Regions from separate parts of the Rattus norvegicus genome. Here regions 1 and 3 are each linked to region 2. The links are chromatin contacts, called in public Hi-C and HiChIP or PLAC-seq maps. All regions are on one chromosome and are shown on one strand. The core of a region is the stretch at or near the end of the contact, and the rest is flanking DNA. Distances in the headings are between cores, read along the strand shown.

Region 1 (3,604 bases), core at 1,073-3,572, 150 kb after region 2:
TTATTGGTACCAAAGTCTAAATCATATTACCAGGGTTACAAGATATTAGGTAAAGATAACGAAACATAAGATGCACTCATAAGAATTTTACTGTCATAAATCATTCTTTTTATTGTTCTTGTTAATACTGTTGTGTGTGTAGGTGTGTACACATGTGCACATATTGTTGTCTGAGTACTTTGCGTATGTCTGCATGTTCTTGCAGAGGTCAGAAGGACACTTCAGATGCCATGTTTCAGGCATCTTCCAACTTTTGTTTGTAAGAGTTCGCAAGTCCCCAAACCTTTACCTAATAAGTTAGTTAGCTACAGGAACCTGCTTCTTGCTGCCTCCCGTCTCACCTCGGCAAGGATTATACCATCCTTGCCTTGTTATGGGTATCTCAAAAATCCATATGCCGGTGCTAATGTTTGTGTGGCAATTGGTTTTCTTGACCCTTTAGTCAATAATTTTGTAATATATTTTGTGCATTATCCCAGACAGGTTTTGTTCCAGCCCTTAGAAGTAACAACTCTCATGAGTTCTAAGTTCCATAAGAAAACTGGGGCTTAGAAGGTCATAAAATTCCATCCATTTGCCTAAGAATTTCATCAAATCATTGAAGAAATTTAATAGCTGAGTAGTATTTCATTGTGTAGATGTCCCACATTTTCGGTATCCATTCCTCTATTGAAGGACATGTGGGTTCTTTCCAGCTTCTGGCTATTATAAATAAGGCTGCTATGAACATAGTGGAGCATGTGTGCTTGTTAAATGTTGAAGCGTCTTTTGGGTATATGCCCAGGAGAGGTATAGCTGGGTCCTCAGGTAGCACTATATTCAATTTTCTGAGGAAACACCAGACTGATTTCTAGAGTGGTGGTACCAGCTTGCAATCCCACCAACAATGGAGGAGTGTTCCTCTTTCTCCATACCCTCGCCAGCATCTGTTGTCACCTGAGTTTTTGATCTTAGCCATTCTGACTGATTGTCAAATCAATCTCAGGGTTGTTTTGATTTGCAGTTCCTTGATGACTAAGGATGGTGAACATTTCTTTAGGTACTTCTCGGTCATTCGATATTCCTCAGCTGAGAATTCTTTGTTTAGCTCTGTACCCCATTTTTAATAGGGTTATTTGATTCTCTGGAGTCTATCTTCTTGAGTTCTTTGTATGTATTAGATAGTAGCACTTTATCTGGTATAGGATTGGTAAAGACCTTTTCCCAATCTGTTGGTTGCCGTTTTGACTTATTGACAGTGACCTTTGCCTTACAGAAGCTTTTCAATTTTATGAGGTCTTTATGGTATACGCTCACTGATAATTGAATATTAGCCCAAAAGCTTGAAATACCCAAGATACAATTCAGGACCACATGAAGTTTAAGAAGAAGGAAGACAAAAATGTGGATGCTTCAGTCCTTCTCAGAAGGGGGAACAAGATACTTACAGGAGGAAAGACAAAATGGAGCAGAGACTGAAGGAAAGGCCATCCAGAGACTGCCCCACCTGGGCCTCCATCCCATATACAACCACCAAACCCAGTCTCTATTGCTGAGAAGAAGTGCTTACTGACAGGAGCCTGATATGGATGTCTCCTGAGAGGGTCTGCCAGAGCCTTCCTGCTACAGATGAGAATGCTTGCAGTCAACCATCAGAATGAGCATGGGGACCCCAATGGAGAAGTTAGAGAAAAGATTGAAGGAGCTGAAGGGGCTTGCAACCCTATAGGAAGAACAACATCAACCAACCAGACTCCCCAAAGCTCGTGGAGACTACACAACCAACCAAAGAGTACACATGGAGGGACCCATGATGCCAGCTGCATATGCAGCAGAGGATGGCATTGTCTGGCATCAGAAGCCCATGGTCCTGTGAAGGCTCATTTCCCTCACTATAGGGTAATCCCTACACTGAGTTGAGGTGGGAGTGGGTGTTTGGGAGTGGGAGCATCCTCACAGAAACAGACCAAGGGGGTAAGGGAGAGGGAGGAATGGGGAAAAGGGAAAATATTTGAAATGTAAATACATAAAATATCCAATTAATAAAAAGGTCAATAAAATAGGGTCAGGCATGGTGGCTCATACTTTAGATCCCAGCACTGGGACGTGAGAGGCAAGCAGATCTGTAAGTTCCCAGCCAGCCACAGCTACAGAGTGATACCCTGTCACGAAAAGAAAAGAAAAATCAGAAGATAGGTCTATAAACTCAACAACAGAGTTTAGCATTAAACTAGAAGGCATGAAGTGGCAAGTTCCACCCTTAGTAATTAATAACATTATCTCAACTTTAGAGAAACCCAATTTGATGAAAAACTAAGCTCTGAGCAACTGAGAAATTGTTTTCCAGTCATGAAACTGTGTCAACACAGGTCTCAAACAGTTAATTCTATAAGGTTGATTCACGCCCCCTCCAGAGTCTGCCTTGCAAAATCAGGGCATCTAGCTCTTTAGGAGCAGCAGCTTCAGACAAGCTGGGGCATCTGCCCACCCACCTTTCTTTCAAAGAGCCTGCCGCACTGTGAGCACAGGACCTTCTCCTCCTGCAGAGGATGTTTTTGTTGCTTGATGCTTCTTCAACACAGCGGCCATCTGCAGTCCTGTCCACCCCCCTACTTCCCAGCACTCCCTTCCATAGACCCGAGGTCCAATGCTCAGGTCATTGGATTTCTTCCTGATTTCTGCTTGCTAAGTTTCTCAGCCAAGGGAAAACCATTAAGTGTCAAATTGCATGAACGGAGCATCCAAGTAGCTGCCTGTTCCAGCACCAGCGCCTGCCAAAGGACCTTAAATAAACTCGGTTGCAGGGGAGATGCCGAGATGATTCCTATGTGGTATGTTTAGTTTGTTAAATGAACACACAGAGCACAGTTTCATCTGATTAGTTAGTGTGAGTCACAAGAGCTGACAGTACAGCAGGCTTTCCCCTCTCTTCTTTCTCTCTTTCTTTCATCCTTTCTTTCTTTCTTTCTTTCTTTCTTTCTTTCTTTCTTTCTTCCTTCCTTCCTTCCTTTCTTTCTCCCTTTCTTTCTGTGTGTGTGTTTGGGGGGATGGTTGGGGGGGGGTTCTGTTGGGTAACAAGCCAGTCAATACAGTACTTAGGGTAAAAGAAAAATCCATGCAAGGAATGTAGTAACTCTTCATTTATTTATAATTCTAGTCAAAGTTGAGAGCTAAAGTCAGACAGTTACTCCGAATCAATGGCTGTGTATCTCAGTGGTATAGATAGAAAACTCTTATACATATAAGAGGGAAAAAATCAATAAACCTTTAAAATTATGGTTACACATGTAAAATGCCTCATCTCCATTCTTTTAAAAGCCGTTATTTCTGTGGTTTTTGAAGGAGGCCGGATTGTTGTGCACACTTGGCAAAAAAAAAAAAAATGAGGACATAGGATCACCTTAAATATTCTTTCTCTTAATAAATTTTATGCCACCTGACTGATTTTCCCATTAGAAGGTGCATTAATATAAATTACTCTTAATGAGTGCCCAGAGCTGGAGGCAGACGCTCCTGTGTCCTCCAGAGTCTGGGTGATGAGGACGAGATTAGCAAGGGACAGGCAAGTCCTGCTTGCTGACACTTCAGGGCATGTTGGCCAGAGTGCAGAAGAAGAGAAATGGGA
Region 2 (3,455 bases), core at 812-3,311:
GACTCCAGCCAGGTCCCCCCCACCCCCCTTCTACAATCAAGGAGCTTGCACGCAATGCATGCCGAGCCTTTTCCACCACTATGTGCAGATCCGGGATGGAAGTCGTACACATACTGCGGAAAGATTAAAGACAACAATATCCCCTTTCTCCTACCCTAGACAGACTCAATTTTTAACCCTATCATTACCTCTGAAACCAAAATGTCTCAAGCACTCGAAGGCAGGTCTCCAGGGACCCTGCAACTCCTGCACCATTTCGCGTAGAAGCACACGCCTCATTTGGTGTGGAAATCCCATCTCCACGGATCCTGGCAGAATATTTGAGGATTCACAGTGTGTTAACTAAAAGAAACCGAATTCGCTGGTGGAGGGAACGCATTTTTGAACAAACTTAAGCTATTTAAGATCGAGGGGGGGAAAAGTCAGAGGGCTGTGGGAAGGTTCTTACAAGCCTCGTTGAGGGCTGCAGAGGGTTTCTGGGGCTGCCGTTCTGTGAGCATCGTTCTGTTTGCCTCTGTGTCTTTTTCTCATTCTCTCTCTCACACACACTTAAGATGCACACATCAGCTAGAAAAACACACCACTCTATCACAACGAACCCAGGTTAGTTGGTGATGTCATCACAGATAAAATTTCGCCTTTGTGGGCAACATTTTCAATCACCTAGACGCCAGCGTCTGCTGGGTGTGTGCCCATAGGAAGTTCAAGTGTTTGCGGGTTAACCAACACCCACAGGAAAGCAGTCTTTTATTCGGAACTATCTCTCTGTCTTTAAGATGTGTTTATGGGGCAGTATGTGTGTGCTTATCATGATATATGTAGTCAGTCAGAGTTCTGTGGTCCTAGGATGCCTTATTAATATGTTGATTGCACATGTCAGAGGTGGCTGAATTTCAATATGAATAGATGAAATGAAAGGCGTTTTAAAATAATTTGCCTCAAAATTTTACAAAAGTAATAGCCATTAAGAATTGGTATTTGTCCTTTGCTATTAATTTTAAATGATTTTTACTATTAAAATTTCTCAAGGAAAGAATCATTTATACAAATGGTTTTGAAGTGATGCCCATTCTTGTGCCTTTGTGAGCATGTATCTGGGTTAGATGAAAACTTGGATTTAGTGTTTGTGCAGGAGTTCACTAAGTATTTTTCATTTCTACTTTGTGGGTCATTCCTAAAAAGTCACTCACCAAACAAGTGCTCAGATCTTTATATTATGCGTATTATATTATTTTATTTTTCTTGTATCAACGGGAAGAAAGGTTACTGTTACCGCACAAGATGACTGAATTTGAGACAGGCATGGAGAAAAATTCTACGGACATCCTACACCTTAGCTATCAAGTTTTGATATGTAACTTATTAATAATATAGGAATGATGATATATTTGCTAGCTCAGACATGTCCGGCATTTGATATACAGTTTTTGTAAGCTTCAAAATTCATTCTTTGTACTTCTAATTTAGAAAAGATTTCCAAAGCACGTGCCTGTGAACTGAAGGACCAGCACAACAGATTTACCTGCCAATGTTAATATGTGATTGTCTGAAAGCAAGAGAATAAAAAATTATTGTTTCATTTGATTATTGCCCAGAAAAACATGCAGTTGAAGAATTGACACATTTTGTACTTACAAAAATAATCTATCCATGTTGACTGGTATTTCTGTGATGCAACACTCTACCGTAAACAAGTAAATAACTTTTTCTGAGGTATGACTTTCTATTTTTTTATGTAAACAATCCCGTCCAACGCACGCTGAGGTTCTGACTTGGTGAGACATAATTTAATTTCTTTATCCAAGAGAGAAAAGGAACAAACTGTTTTTGATTCCACCCTACATTCTGAAAGCCAGAGCTGACATTGCCCTCTGGGGACACAGGTTACTAGAAAGGCATCTTTCAAAGACAAGAAGATAATGGACTTGATTGAAATAGTTGGACTACGTGAGGCCCATTCAAGAACAAATGCTGTTTCAGATCATAACTACGAGGGAACAATTTTCTATAGTTTCTTCTCCTTATACAATGGTAATGGTCTATTGGACATGGCAGAACAAACAGGAGATGAATGTACCCAAACAGAAAACAACCAGTGCTCTTTCCTGTCAGGGATACACCAGAAGTCTTGGTTATCACAGAATATTCTTACTGTCTTTTTGTTGAAGATTGTGCTGGCTGTGCTCCTTGGTATCAGCTGACCATGTGCGGATTATATTCAACATATACATTAGAATATAGGCTTGCAGTCACAGTTTATTTTTGTTATTATATAAGAGTGTCTGAAATGTTGGAGAGTATGACTGTACTTTAATACAATGAACATTTGGGTAGCAAGATCCACTGGTTGTGATTATTCTAAGTGAGAATCGTGCTCAGGTATTGAATAAATTAGTTTATTGGTGAGATAATTATTATTACGAATACCACACACACACACACACACACACACACACACACACACACACACACACTACTTTCATAACTCAAAAACGTCAATCCAAATTTGAAGAAGAGAACAAAAATTACTACAGAACCAGATTGTGTTTCTGAGTACACGGTTGATTCCTAAAAGTCTAGAGGTCATAATCTCTTCATGAAGAGAACAGTGGTGTATTTTTAAGCTTCCCCTGTAGTCTGAAGGCCTGAGATTATTGTGCACAGATGTCCCAGCGGTGTTCAGAGAGTGCAAGGAAAGTCTAGTTGCAATGGCTAAGAAGGGGAACTGGTTCTGCTGCTTTATGCTCCAAATTTTCTTCTCTCAGTCTGGACGCATGCTGAACTCAAAATTAATTTGAATGAAGGCTATCAAAGTTATTTTTATGACTTACAAAAGAGCCACTGTTTTGTTAGATGCCCTGTGAAGGCAGAGAGAGTTTGGAAAGTGATTGACTGACCCTCTGCTTGCAACCTACTCAGGCTCAGGGAGACGCTGGGTCACACCATCTCATGAATCACAGATAGGAACTGAACCAAATGCATATTTGGGGGTTTAAAAAGAAACATTTAGGGTATATATGTCTATATACCTATTTTTTTTTTACTATAAATGGATTTTGGGTTGATTTTTGGCACATCTTTTAAAAACACCAACCCTTAGTTCAGCCGAAATAACTTTTTATAGTATAGCGTATAGCTAAGACCAGATGGCCACACGCTCCTTTCTTATTTAGATGAGACTCTTCCTTTCAATAACATCTTTCTTCCTGACCTGCTTAAAAATTCCAGCGAATGAAATCAGCGCAGGATTTTCAATTCTAATTGACCATGTGCAGAGGAAGGGCCGGGACAGAAATCACTGGAGGCATTGTAAGTCTCTCTGCCTCAGCTCTGCCTTTGTATTTTACCCTTGCTAGCCAACCCAAACTAGCTGAAAATATTGAAAATGTTTAACATTAAAATAACTGCACTATTATTCTTTAGTGAGAATTAGTTGCTTGATCTGATTTTCTCAT
Region 3 (3,101 bases), core at 202-2,701, 240 kb before region 2:
GTTCTAGACATTGGTGCTGATACTGTAGTGTTGTTATGCCTTTTGGAGACTCCGAGGAGGCTTAGAATAGCTATTGACCTTCTTGGATGGTAGACAAAACTCCAGTTGGCATCTGCCTTCCCAGAGATTTACTCCTCTGTACTAGGCCTCAGTGTCCAAATTTTCTGCTTCATCTTTAGCCATTTGTACTGGATTTAGCACTCAGTCTAACCCATCACTATTGAATCATAACCTGATTACATTTGGAAAGAGCCTGTTTCTGAACAAGGCCAGTTTTCTAGCTTCTGCTGAGTTATTGAGGGACACCGCTTGACTCAATGTATTTCTTTGGTCTTAAATTTGAGCGCAAGTCCTAGCACTGAAAAAATGGCAGGCAGATTAGAGTAGCTCAGGGACCAGGGGGTAGGGCAGTGGCAAGATTTCCTGTAATGGCCACACACAAGCTTTCATTTCATCTGTGTGAAGAGAACACCACAGAATGCCTCTGTCTTATTGTAGGAGGGAGTAGTCGGACCTGTTTCACCAGAGTTCTCCTTAAGCACACTGGATGTTTCTTTCCAATTGCAAGACAGGCTTTTCACCCTGAATGCTTTTAAGCTGCCTGATTTCTTCGCACTCTGGGAACATAGCTGCTGTAAGTGACCTACTTTTGATGATCAAACCTGAGGTGTGAGGAAAAAAAATTCAAATCAACTTCGATGCTAAGCGGGGGAAGAAGTGGAGGCAAGGGAGATCACAGGAAGCTGTGAGCTTCACTCTCGTGCAGACAGTCTGTAGGAGGACCCAAACAACCATCTGTCTGTAAAGTTCCTAGGCATGTTTGAACATTCATCATATAGGCAGCCTTAGATAATTGCCACAGAGAAAGATTCTATCACACTGACATCATTTAGGACTATTAATGGTATTTGATACCATGTGAGAATAAACCCCCAAATAAAAGATATATAGTCACATTGAGAAAAAATATACCCAATTATCATACTGTCTCGTGAGCATATTTGAGCATCATGTTGATATATTATAATGCTGCGCTCTTTTCATCTGCTTTCATGATTGCTTTTGAATGGTTCAGTTCAGTTTTATCTCCCACTTGGTCTTTTATTAGTCATGATCGATGGGGCTACACGGATATGAGTGTCTCTACAAAATTCAACCACACAAAGCCATTACTCCTGAGAAGTTGCATGATGTCAGAGGGTGTTTTTCCCACTTTCTAGACTGGTACCTTTGGAGCCAGCCCTGTGAGCCTATCTTTGTGTAGTCAGAGCCCTTTGGGTTAGCGCCTCTGCTGGAGGATGGACTGGATTTTAATGACCCAGCTTTAATGAATAAAATATCGCAGATATAATAGGTTGTCACATACAACATTAGGTTATAAATAGATAGGGGTGTTCGTCCAGGGAATTTTTTTTCTCACTCTATCTTGCATCAGTTACCCAGAGGGAAGCCAGCTGGCCCATTACAAAGGAGCCCTAGAGACAGGCATTCATGGCAAGGGACCAAGGTATGGCAGCAGTCATAACTGAGCTTGAATATGGAGCCTCCCCCCATCAGAGGGAGTGCTCAGATCTTCAGGGATTACAGTCCCTGAAAAACAGTTTAGCAGTGGTTTGACGTGGGAGCTTTAACCTGAGCCTGGTTCAAAATTTCTGACACAGAAATTGCCAGAATAGTTATTTTGGAAGATTTAATTTCTACAATACATTAGTACTAGATGCCTGATGTTTAGGGCAACTGGAGGTTCTGACAACTCTGGCTTATAAAACAACACTTATAAAAGTAATAGGAGAGTTTGAAATGATGGGGAGACTAGAGAAGGGACTGGTGAACTCAGTCTTGGATGGAAATGCATTGTTTCTTGTCAACCGCTTCAGCTCTGCCAGCTGTGAGGAGCACAGTTAACATCCAGGGAGCTTGGCAAGACAGGCATTCAGTCTGTTCTCTGAGCATATTTTTATTTATGTGTCACAGGGTTATTTGCTCCATTCATTCAAATATTCAATCAATAAATATTTTAGAAGTAACTGCAATGGTTTGTTCGGTTTTTTGTTTTTTTTTTATAGAAAGGAAACTCTCTTCAAATTTGTCACCTCATTAAGTCAAATTTCTCAGTTCTTTTCTGTATTTGATCACTGCACCTCATAAAAGGCAGGGCCAGGCATTTTCCTCCAACTCCTGGGCCCCACCCACTGTCTTTGGGAACCTGACTGCTTTCAAATGTAGAGAAAATACTTTTGAAGTATTAAATCACTTTTAAATTCTTAAATAGGAAAACCTTGTTTAAAGCCCTGGCACTCAAGATCTGTGGCTCTTAGGGAAGCACCAACCACAGTGCTGCTCCAATGTGCACTCCCATTCCACCTCCATTGGACATTTTCTTCTGTGATGGGATTGCAGGAGCTAAATAATAAGCAAAAAAAAAAAAAGGAATAAAACAAAAACAAACAGCCCCCTCCACCCCCAGTTGCCAAAAGAACAGCTTTGACAAAGGAGCTAAAACCATCCAGTGGAAAAAAGATAGCATCTTCAACAAATGGCACTGGTTCAACTGGAGGTCAGCACGTAGAAGAATGCAGATCAATCCATGCTTATCACTCTGCACCTAAGCTTAAGTTCAAGTGGATTAAGAACCCTCCCTTCAAACCAGATATACTCAAACTACTAGAAGAAAAAGTGGGGAAGAACCTCGAACACATGAGTACTGGGGAAAATTTCCTCAACAGAACACCAATAGCTTATGCTCTAAGATCAAGAATCGACAAATGAGACCTCATAAAATCGCCAAGCTTCTGTAAGGCAAAGGACACTGTTGTTAGGACAAAATGGCAACCAACAGATTGGGAAAAGATCTTTACCAATCCTACATCCAATAGAGGGCTAATATCCAATATATACAAAGAACTCAAGAAGTTAGACTCCAGAGAGTCAAATAACCCTATTAAAAATGGGGTACAGAGCTAAACAAAGAATTCTCACCTAAGGAATATCAAATGGCTGAGAAGCACCTAAAGAAATGTTCAACATCCTTAGTCATCAGGAAAATGCAAATCAAAACAACCCTGAGATTCTACCTCACATCAGTCTGGCTAAGATCAAAA

Evidence for each region. A called contact is a pair of places that touch in the nucleus more often than the background predicts. HiChIP or PLAC-seq counts read pairs in DNA pulled down with a chosen protein or histone mark.
Region 1: an H3K27ac HiChIP or PLAC-seq map of oligodendrocytes shows a contact between it and region 2, with 10 times the contacts expected there. The contact joins two enhancer-like sites. A contact is called at or near these places in 3 of 12 Hi-C or Micro-C datasets (the A7r5 cell line, the Rat2 cell line and Schwann cells) and 1 of 1 datasets of contacts at active chromatin or transcription factors (oligodendrocytes).
Region 3: a Hi-C map of frontal cortex shows a contact between it and region 2, with 1.7 times the contacts expected there. The contact joins two enhancer-like sites. A contact is called at or near these places in 1 of 12 Hi-C or Micro-C datasets (frontal cortex) and 1 of 1 datasets of contacts at active chromatin or transcription factors (oligodendrocytes).

Annotation. Positions count from the first base shown.
Region 1 is chr13:52,124,944-52,128,547 of GRCr8, forward strand. No RefSeq gene overlaps it. Among named protein-coding and RNA genes, the nearest start is that of Mir181b1, 90 kb to the left of the region's middle. Within about 2 kb of position 2,323, at least 2 of the 93 cell types and tissues checked have an H3K27ac peak or open chromatin away from gene starts, as enhancers often do.
Region 2 is chr13:51,971,155-51,974,609 of GRCr8, forward strand. All of the region lies in intron 1 of LOC108352541 (a long non-coding RNA gene), which reads left to right. Among named protein-coding and RNA genes, the nearest start is that of Mir181a-1, 64 kb to the right of the region's middle. Within about 2 kb of position 2,062, at least 35 of the 93 cell types and tissues checked have an H3K27ac peak or open chromatin away from gene starts, as enhancers often do.
Region 3 is chr13:51,728,365-51,731,465 of GRCr8, forward strand. No RefSeq gene overlaps it. Among named protein-coding and RNA genes, the nearest start is that of Mir181a-1, 310 kb to the right of the region's middle. Within about 2 kb of position 1,452, at least 15 of the 93 cell types and tissues checked have an H3K27ac peak or open chromatin away from gene starts, as enhancers often do.